Regions from separate parts of the Mus musculus genome. Here all the other regions are linked to region 1. A link is a contact called in public Hi-C and HiChIP or PLAC-seq data. All regions are on one chromosome and are shown on one strand. Each heading gives the region's core, a stretch centred on a gene start, on an enhancer-like site or on the middle of the called end of the contact. The rest is flanking DNA. Distances are from core to core; before and after follow the strand shown.

Evidence for each region. A called contact is a pair of places that touch in the nucleus more often than the background predicts. HiChIP or PLAC-seq counts read pairs in DNA pulled down with a chosen protein or histone mark.
Region 2: a Hi-C map of uterus shows a contact between it and region 1, with 4 times the contacts expected there. The contact joins two enhancer-like sites. A contact is called at or near these places in 2 of 484 Hi-C or Micro-C datasets (cerebellar granule neurons and uterus).
Region 3: an Esrrb HiChIP or PLAC-seq map of embryonic stem cells shows a contact between it and region 1, with 8 times the contacts expected there. The contact joins two enhancer-like sites. A contact is called at or near these places in 1 of 15 datasets of contacts at CTCF or cohesin (large pre-B cells), 1 of 484 Hi-C or Micro-C datasets (nephron progenitors) and 2 of 115 datasets of contacts at active chromatin or transcription factors (both in embryonic stem cells).

What each region holds. Positions count from the first base shown.
Region 1 is chr13:29,276,600-29,279,806 of GRCm38.p6, reverse strand. It overlaps a transcript of Cdkal1 not described here. Among named protein-coding and RNA genes, the nearest start is that of A330102I10Rik, 260 kb to the right of the region's middle. Within about 2 kb of position 1,561, at least 8 of the 459 cell types and tissues checked have an H3K27ac peak or open chromatin away from gene starts, as enhancers often do. A contact at or near this core is called in embryonic stem cells and uterus, where this site is marked.
Region 2 is chr13:29,768,165-29,771,371 of GRCm38.p6, reverse strand. The region is part of intron 5 of Cdkal1 (CDK5 regulatory subunit associated protein 1-like 1); the gene reads left to right. Among named protein-coding and RNA genes, the nearest start is that of Cdkal1, 86 kb to the left of the region's middle. Within about 2 kb of position 1,556, at least 115 of the 459 cell types and tissues checked have an H3K27ac peak or open chromatin away from gene starts, as enhancers often do. A contact at or near this core is called in uterus, where this site is marked.
Region 3 is chr13:28,987,743-28,990,949 of GRCm38.p6, reverse strand. No RefSeq gene overlaps it. Among named protein-coding and RNA genes, the nearest start is that of A330102I10Rik, 27 kb to the left of the region's middle. Within about 2 kb of position 1,684, at least 47 of the 459 cell types and tissues checked have an H3K27ac peak or open chromatin away from gene starts, as enhancers often do. A contact at or near this core is called in embryonic stem cells, where this site is marked.

The DNA.
Region 1 (3,207 bases), core at 312-2,811:
TCTATAAACAGCTACATAGTAAATATTTTAGCCTTTCCAGGTCAGATAGTCTCTCTTAAAACTATTAAAATCTGTTCTTGGGAGTACACAGGCCACTGTGGAGAGTAAGCAGGCATGTCTGTGTCCCCAATAAAGCTTTATTTACAAAGCCACATTGGAGAGTGCCAGCCTCGGTTTCAGACTGAGCATGGCCTGTTTCTAAGAGCTGGAGACATTTTAGCTCTGTAAGAAAGAGCATAGGAGATAGCTCCCAATGGCCACCCAAGGTGGTTGTCTCACTGGAAAGTGGGAATCATCTCTTGGGGATGAGAACTGCTCCCTCCCAGAGGCACTACTAGAGCCCTTTGCTGATTCTAGAGACTGTGCACGCACACTCGTGTGTGTTGGAGGCCAGAGATGACAGATCTCCTGCAGCTGGAGCTACAGACAGTTGTGAGCCAGGAACCAAACTCAGGTCCCCTGCAAGAGCAGCAAATTTTAACTGCTGAACCATCTCTGTTATCCCACCACTGTTGTTTGTTTGTTTGTTTGTTTGTTTGTTTGTTTTGAAGAGAGCCTGGTGCTTCCCAATGACTGGACTGGCTGGCTGATTAGGAAGCCCCGGTGCTCCCCAGTCTCTATCTTCTCCGTAAGGGGGTTCCATGTGTGTGTTGCCATGCTCAGCTTTTGTTGTGGGTCCCCCAGGCTTATGTGATGGGCCCTTTACAGACTGAGTCATCTCTCCAGCCTGCCTTTGGTGCTGAAAGAACAGTGCAGATAAATATCCAACATACGTGCAATTCATGTTGCTTGTTAATGACCGGTCCCTCTGGCCAGAGATTTTTGTGGCAGGAAATCTCCATAAATACTATAAGTCTCCAAATTATACACGTTCACACTGGCGTGCTGGCTCCTGGACCTTGACAGGAGAGTCAGACTGAACTAGCTAGAGGGAGCTGTGAGGCCAGTGCACCTGCGCTGGGGTGTATGTTAATTTGTTTGGAAATATTTATCTATGCACACATAAGACTGTGCACTTGATGAGCAACTATATTTGGGCTGCACTTACATGATTTTTCCCCCTGCCTTTAATGCAATCAGCGCACATTATAGAGGCATGAATATGCAAATGTTGAATAAAGCTTGAATTTTTTAATTAAAAAAGCGAAATCAGGGGAATTATAGGAACCCGATTTAACATTTTAAATACGATGTGAAGCACTCAGCTTCACGCCCGCTCTTCGCCATCGATTCTGTTGATCTTCAGCCTGGAACTTGGTTGTTTGATCTTGATCTGGTGAAGGAGCTGCTGTGGGTTTTGGTGAAATCCAGGGAAGTGAGGGTGGGGTGGGGGAGGAGGAAAAGAGGGGCAGAAAAATGTTTAAAGGGTGACTTTTGTTTTCTCTTTCTGGTGGATGACCTTGGTGTACAAAGAAGTTTATTGCTTGTGTTCTTCGGAAGGGTGGGGGCATACAAATGCTTATTTGGAAATTAAATTTGTAAAAGAAAGCACTCCCCCCTCCCAGTCTCCCCTTACTTTTAAGTTGTTGTCATATAGTCACATGAATCACCGCATTATCTTCACTCAGGAAGAAAGGCGGGCCTCTCAACTCCCTGTTCAAACTTGTAAACAAATGTTCTCTCTTTGGACTCCGACTCTTTCCAAAGAAAAAAGCAAGCCTCTCTTCTGGCTTGGGATTAAACAGTGTTTCTGCAATCGCTTGATTATTTATTAAACACTTCCTCCAGTGGGACGAAGTGCTGCCCATAATTAATTACAAAGACCCTGGCGCTTTAGTTTCTAGACTCTTCCATGGCTTAAGCAGCCAGTGATCGTGGCCCAAAACCTGGTAAGGTATAATTACTGTTGATAGCAAGAGCGGCCTCTGTTTGGACCAGTGGATCCTTGTTTAATTTAAAACCCACTCCTGGGCCTCAGGGGTTGAATGGGCCCATCTCTAAGTCTCTAATGGAGGATAAGTATGAGTTCCAAAAGAAGTCGTTTAAGTGGAGGGTAGGGGAAGTTAGACTGATAACACTTGTACTGAACCTCAACCTGATTGTGTGCTAGCATGAACAAGTAGAGGGTCCAGCATGTAATGGTGAGATCATATATACTCCATCTTTCTCAGTGGCTCTCAGTACTATAGATGACGTTTGGTCTTTTGCTATGTATTATTATGCTAAATACTGGCTCCCAAGGCCTGGTTGCCCCCAGGAACAAGAGAATCCTCACGAATCTGCACATACACCAATGATGTTATGCAACCTTGCTCCTTAATTTAAAACTATTGATTGAATAAAGATGCTGACAGCCTTTAGCTGGGCAGAAGAGAGGGCTTTCAGTTCATGGGCTTAGGGTCTGAGGAGGACCACAGGGGAAAAGGAGAAGGTGAAGAGAGGAGAAGACACCATGGGACAGGTGAATCATGAAATTATGGCCATCAGGGCTGGCCAGTTAGAGTTAAGAGCAGCCCAGATGGAACATGACAAGTTATGCCTCAGGGTTATTGATGGGAAAATAGATTCTTATAGCTTAGAGGGTAGATAACTGCCCAGCTCTACTACTTTAAAGGCTTATCATAAATATAAACGTTTTGTGTCTTTTATCTGGGAACTGAATGATCAAAGGCAGGGGTAGAAATCCCCAACTGAGATTAAGTAATTAATACATTATAAAGCTCTGCACGTTGGTTTCCTGGCCTGGTCACTTTACAAGGGAAATTCCTTCTGGAGTTGGCTTTAACATCATATCTTGCATCACTCACGGCACTCATAGCACAAAGCTACTCTAGCATTCTTCTCCACATTATCTGATACTCTTCCTACCCAACAACAGAGTAAGCTCCCTGAGCTGGTGTCAAAGGGAGGATTCTCAAGGACTCAAAGTCAGCATACCACAGAGATACCCACACATCTGCCTTTATTACTGTACTACTTACAATAACCAGGAAATGGAACCATTCCATATGTCCATCAACAGATACATGGATGAAGGACATGCGGCACATATACACCATGGGGTATACGCAGTATTGACAAGCAAGTGAAATCATGACATTTGCAGGAACATGGACGGAACTGGAGCTCATTATTGTTAAATGGAATAGGTTAAGAAACAAAATCACTACATGTTTAAGCAAGGAAGCTAGGCTTAGAATTATGTATGTGTCAGTATATACATAATACATGAATAGATTCATATTCAATTCATAGCTACTCTAGAAT
Region 2 (3,207 bases), core at 307-2,806, 490 kb before region 1:
CCACTAGGTCATCTTCTGCTACATATGCAGCTAGAGACATGAGTCCCACCGTGTGTTTTCTCTGATTGGTGGTTTAGTCTCAAGAAGTTCTGGGGGTACTGGTTAGTTCATATTGTTGTTCCTCCTATAGAGTAAGGTACTTACAGGTTCTTTGAGCATGGTTCCACAAGGTTGCTGTGGGTCCTTGTCGAGGCTAGGAAGTAACTTGCCTCTCTTGTCCTGAAGAGGTGAAAGCCTACTTTTTTTTTTTTTGGTCACAGTTGGTCTCCAGTTTCTTTCCTGAGGGATGTTATGACAACATTATGAGTCCTTGTGCCTTGGAGTCCCCTGGCCATGCTGGTAGCTCTGGGCTGTGAATGTCAGGACCTTTTTCTCTACCCAACTAAACCAGCTAGGGTACTTTCTGGATTGTACTTCTGGGTCATTTTGAGTCACAGGGAAGGACCGATGGTCTTTTGCCTGAGTCTGAGACACCATGATTATTTCTCACTGTGTGCATGTTTGTTTAATTTGCCTCAGTTCAGTTTTCATGCTCCTGCTGACACTGTCTCTCAGCTCACTGTCAGTGTCCCAGTCAAAGCTATTGTCACTCCCGTGTTGTCTGCTATTAACACCACAGCACTGGCTTACATTTGAACATCAACTTGTTTATAGTTTCTGTGAGTGAGAAAAAGCCACCAGATCTCTGCCAACAGAAGACAGGAAGGAATTGTTTGGGAAAGTTAACCTGGTACCTTAGGGTCTAGAGTGAGGGGTGACACAGCTCTGTGAGGAAAGAGAGACTGTCAGTGAGGTGCCTCAGCTCTGTAGCACACGTGCTGCTAACCTGAGCTGATGAAGTCCCACTTTTCTGGTGAGTTGTTCACGGTTAGCTCTGGTTATCATCCCCCATGTGTGGACTTGTTTTGTTTGCATTTATTTATGTGTCTCAGTTCTGTTTAGTCTGCTCTCTGCTGTTCTGGGGGCTTTGCTACCTGCCCAGCCCTTGGAGCTACTTTGGAATTGAGGGTACTACTGGCAGAATGGACTTTCTAGGGACATCAAATGAAACTTACTTTTTTTTTTTTCTTTTGAAAACGAGGACTGAGAGTGATGGGCATATAGGCCATGTGTTCCGTTGCTTGTCCTGTAAGCACAGAACAGACATGGATGGAATGATGGAAGGCAATTGCCTCGTGTGTGTTCCAGTGAGAAATTTGGTGACAAGAAAGTAGAAAATATACTTGAATTCATGGTTGACTTTTTTAAGGTATAGAAACAAAAAGGAACTTCCAGTTAGATCAGTTATTGCATTTGCAAAGAAGGAACAGAAAAGCACTTGAGAGGGAGCAAATCACTTTAAAAATGCAAAGCTGAATTGTGTAGTTATCTGAAACCTTTTTTGGAGAATAGTATTTTGCATATTTCATGATTACTGCCGCATCAACTGTTGCTTTGTTTTTGCCGGTTTCTGCAAGAGGAGGAGTGAAAGAGGTCAGTGTATTAAGAGCGGCAGCAGCTGGCTGACAGCACTGAATACTTACATAATTAAATATATGTGTTGGCCGCTGGCCTAACAGCTCTGTAGGCGGAGGCTCCGGAAGGCATGCAGAAACTTGCTTTAGCAGGATTGGAGAGGAACTCACCGTGATCTAAGCCCGATCTTTGAGCGAGAGTGATTTCCTGTTGTTTTGGTTTGAATGACATTCTCCTAAATCTTGTGTGTTTATAAACAGCCCAGAAAAGACTTTCTCCCTATTTTATTCTGCAAGTATGACAAACCTGATATTTCTTAATTTTTCCATAGAGTTGTTAATAGCTGATAATAGATAGAAAAAGAAAACAAACAAACAAACAAACCACATTTCCACTTAGCACATGCTATCCAAATATGGAATATTTATACTTTTGGGTATTCTTTGGAGCACACTAATGAAGTTAGTTGCCTAGATAGTACACTGACTTTTTTGAGGTTTGGGAAAATTGGTTAGAGTGGCAGTGGAGGAAAAATACAATCTTCAGGCAATATGTAGCCCAGCTTTTGGCTGGTGAATACTTTAGGATTTTGAGGTAATAGCCATGATATGAATCCTCCTCAGAGTTCATTTTCCTTTGTAACTTCATGATGAGTAGTAGAAAGAAGGGGTAGGCACAGTCCAGTGCTGGTTGGGTGTCCTCCCCTTATGGTAACTCTGTTATAAGATTCTTCTTGCCTGTGTCCCCTCAGCCCTCAGTGTCAGTGGCTCATACAGTGGAGGAAGGTGATCCTTGAACAAATGAATGGACTGACTTGTATATTTGCTTCTCTGGACATTTATTTTCCTGATCCCCTCTGCCCTCTGCCTCCATCATACAAATGTCTTCCTCTGTGGATTTTCTAAGAACCTTTTCTGTATCTCTTTCTTATTAGATTGTATTACTTTGCACTTAACTTCAGAAAATGTCATATAAAACCTAATAAATAGAGGCTTAAATAAGGTAGGGGGATTTAGTTTCCTGATATAGTGCCAACTCCACAGTTACCAAGTTGTTAGTTGGGTTTACCGGTTGTGGGATCTGAGAGGCTGAGGTGTTTGTATTATCAGTGGCTCTTTCCTTATGGTGTCAAACAGTTATGCTTCCCAGCTACAACACCTGTTTGCCCAAAAGTAGGAAGTAAAAGAGGACTATGCCAGGTGAAAGTACCTCTTTTTCAAAGGTGCTTTCTAGAAAGTTCTACTCAATACCAGTATTTGTCTCTCTTGTCTGGACCCTCAATGAGAGAACCACCTGCATGTGAAAGAGGCCAGGAGACGCAGTGTGATTTTCTTTCTTTTGGATGCAGTCCATTGTTGCTCTCAACAGATTTACAGCTCTGTAAGAAAGGAACAGAGTCTGTTTATTGGGGGCTGACTTGATGTCTCTCCTACAAGGTGTAAATGCTGCTGCAGTAAGGTGCACATTTCATTTCTCTCTCTCTTATTTACCAGGCCCAGAATGTTAGAGTTGGTTTTAAAAGTGTTTGCAAGCAGACCTTTTTGCCCTTACCTATAGTCAGACTAAGAAATACCATAGTTGATTGGCATTTGAGGAAGTTCCCTCATTCTGTTTATCCTTTGTGGTCTCTGGTGAAGTAATAGTAAAATGCACAGGAGAAGTTCATGGCTCTGATGTTGTACAATGCATTGAAACAAAATTGGGACTTGTACATATTTGGTACTCTTAACACCTACAGTGGCCACGGCTGTG
Region 3 (3,207 bases), core at 435-2,934, 290 kb after region 1:
TCATTTTTAATATGGGGGGGGGGAGGGAATGTGAATGCTTGGATCTCCCTGTTACTGGCGTTTCAGAAGGCCGAGAGGCACTCTGTAGTGTTGGAAGCCAATCCCAGGTGTTCTGTATGAGCAACAAGTGCTCTTAAGCACTGCGCCACCTCCCCAGCCTCCTGTAGAAGGTCGTTAAAGGGGTGACATCTGTTCAATTCATCTTGTAAAACTGGTAAACCCATAAGTCCCTTGGAAGGAAAGAGGAGGAAGCTAGGAAGCTACCTTTGGAGTTAAGCCTTGATAGTATATCCAGCATATGGACACTTTGTTGTTATTAATTTATTTATTTATTTATTGGTTTTTTGAGACAGGGTTTCTCTGTATAGCCCTGGCTGTCCTGGAACTCACTTTGTAGACCAGGCTGGCCTCGAACTCAGAAATCCGCCTGCCTCTGCCTCCCGAGTGCTAGGATTAAAGGCGTGCACCACCACACCCGGCTGTTATTAAATTTTATGTGTATGGGTGTTTTGCCTGCATGTCTATCTATGCACCACACATAGGCACTCCTGATGTCCTCAGAGACCAGAAGAGAGCACAGGATCCCCTGGGACTAGAGTTACAGATGCCCATGACTTGACACCAGCACGTTGGGAACCAAACCTCAGTCCTCTGGAAGACTAGCTAATGTTCTTAACTGCTGAGCCATCTCTCCAGCCCCTGGACACTTTTATTTTATTATTATTTTTTAATGGAACATTGTAATTAGATAAAATGTCTAACCAGCTCAGTTTTCTTCCTTCTTACAGTGCGTAACACTTCGTCAGCATAATGACTGCATTAGCAGTCATGAGCCACTCTTGAAAAATCCCTATTTAGTAAAACCACATTAAGAGAAATACAGAGTGTATGATGAGCACCCTGATTTAATTTTTACACAGGATTAACATATTGAGCTATCGTAGCTAATTCTAAAGCCGTGTTCTCTCTATTCAGACCTGTAAAATAATCCTCAGGTAATTGGCTGTGCTTTATACGATGCTTCTGGCTTCACTTCCTCTTTGATTTGGGCAAGCAATGGGTCCTAAATGATTCTCTGATTCACAGTCTAAAACACAAAGCCCAATGCTGGAGGAAATTACAGCTCTTTTTTTTTCCCTTCCTTCTTTTCTCTCTCTTTCTCTCTAAAAAGTGGGGCACAGAGCACACTACATCTCCTTCTCCCTGTAACTCCCCACTTGTATTTCCTCCTCAGACTTTACTCTTCCCAGTGAAACTGTTAGCTTGCATCCTGAAGAACTTCACTGGGGGAGGAGAAACAGAGCGACCAGCCTCCCATTTCCAGGACAATCTTGTCTAGATAGTGAGCACCAGAGCAGGCAAACATAAACCGCCTGCAAATAACTCCTCTGCAGCCTTAAGAATACTCCAGTTGCAGCCATTCTCAACCGGTGGGTCCCGACCCCCACAGGGGTTGCAGATCAGATATCCTACATATCAGATCTTTACATTACAATTCATAACAGTAGCTAAAAGTACAGTTATGAAGTCACAACAAAATAATTTTATGGCTGGGGGTCACCACAACCTGAGGAACTGTATTAACGGGGTCACAGCATTAGGAAAGCTGAGAACCACTGCTCCCGGAAGGAAGTTGCTGGGTGCTGTTGAGAAACACATTCCTAAGCAGACTTTACTCCAGTTTACTCAGTGACTCTAAAGAGCCTGAGGGGAACCTGATAACCTCTCCTGATGGAGCAGCCCAGGGAGACGCGGAGGAGGGAAAGGCCTGAGTGACTGACAGATCAGACTAGCAATACACACTTGACTACCAGTCTCCAAGGGCCTCACACATACACGGATCTCCACAACGGACAAAAATCAAGGCTTCTCCAAATCCTGTTTTGAACACCAGGTCATTCTTCGTATAATGGAACAGCACGCAGCTGAGCCCTCCCCTTTCTGGAGCCTGCCTCTAAGCAAAGGCTTCCTGGATTTGCATCCAGGTGCAGCGGGGCCGAGTGTGGTAGGAGCCCATCATCCAAATGCAAATATTTTCTACAAGACCGAAATTCTTTTGCTACTGGACTGTAGAGGCCAGCCTCTAGAAAAATTTGCATGTTGACTGGTAAAAACAGGCCAAGCCTTGCTTTAGAAATGAAGAGACAAAGAGATCATTGCGAAATCAAATCAACAAACAAATGCAATGCAAATAGACTCTATTAACTGTCTACAGAGCATTTCTTAAACAGGCAGAGAAGGGAATTTAGAGTGCAGGAAATGCATCCAACGAAAAAAGATACAAAAAGGAAATGAAGAAAGATTTTTTTTTTTAATGAATTACAACCGGCTTGATAATTACTGGTCCAGCTGGATCATGCACAGCCCAGTGGAAAACAGGCTCTAAGTCACCTCCTGGTGACCTGTGGCAGGAAATGACTCTGTTCCAAAATGGGAACTCTATGAAGGTTGCAGCTTAAGATGCAGTGATAGAGTTGCAGCTCAGGTATATGGGATATGTAGGTGTGCTGCTACTTTTACGGAAACTTGACACATGCTAGAGTCATTTTGGAAGAGGGCACCTCAATTGAGAAGTTGTCCCCATCAGCCTGACCTTCTGCAGAGCCTGTGGTCCATTTTCTTGATTGACAGAGGAGGTCCCAGGCCGTTGTGGGTGATGTCACCCCTAGGTTGAAGCAGGCAATGCAAGCCATGGCCAGCAAGCCAGTAAGCAGCACTCCAACCATGGCCTCAACATCAGTTCCTGCCTCCAAGTTCCTGCCCTGCTTGAATTCCTGCCCTGATTCCCCTCAATGGTGGACTGTTACCTGAAAGTGTACGATGAAATAAACCCTTTCCTCCTCAACTTGACTTTGGCCTTGGTGTTTTGTCACAGAAATAGAAAACCTAACTAAGACAGCAAGATAATATTAGAAACAAAAAATTAAATCTCCAGACAAGTATTTTTAAATTACTTGCTCATATAACACATGAAAATATTTTCTAGGTTACTTAAAAAACAACTGAGCGTGATGGTATACCGTATATTCCACTCTGTGGGAGGCTGAAAGAGGGAATTATGAATTCAAAGGGAATCTGTACTGCACAGCAAACAAAAACTTCTCTCAAAGAAACAGGAGAGAAGGGAGAGGAGGAGGGAGAGGAGGAGGGAGGGAGGGAGGGAGGGAGGAAGGGAGGAAGGGAGGGAGGGAAGGAGGGAGGGGAGAA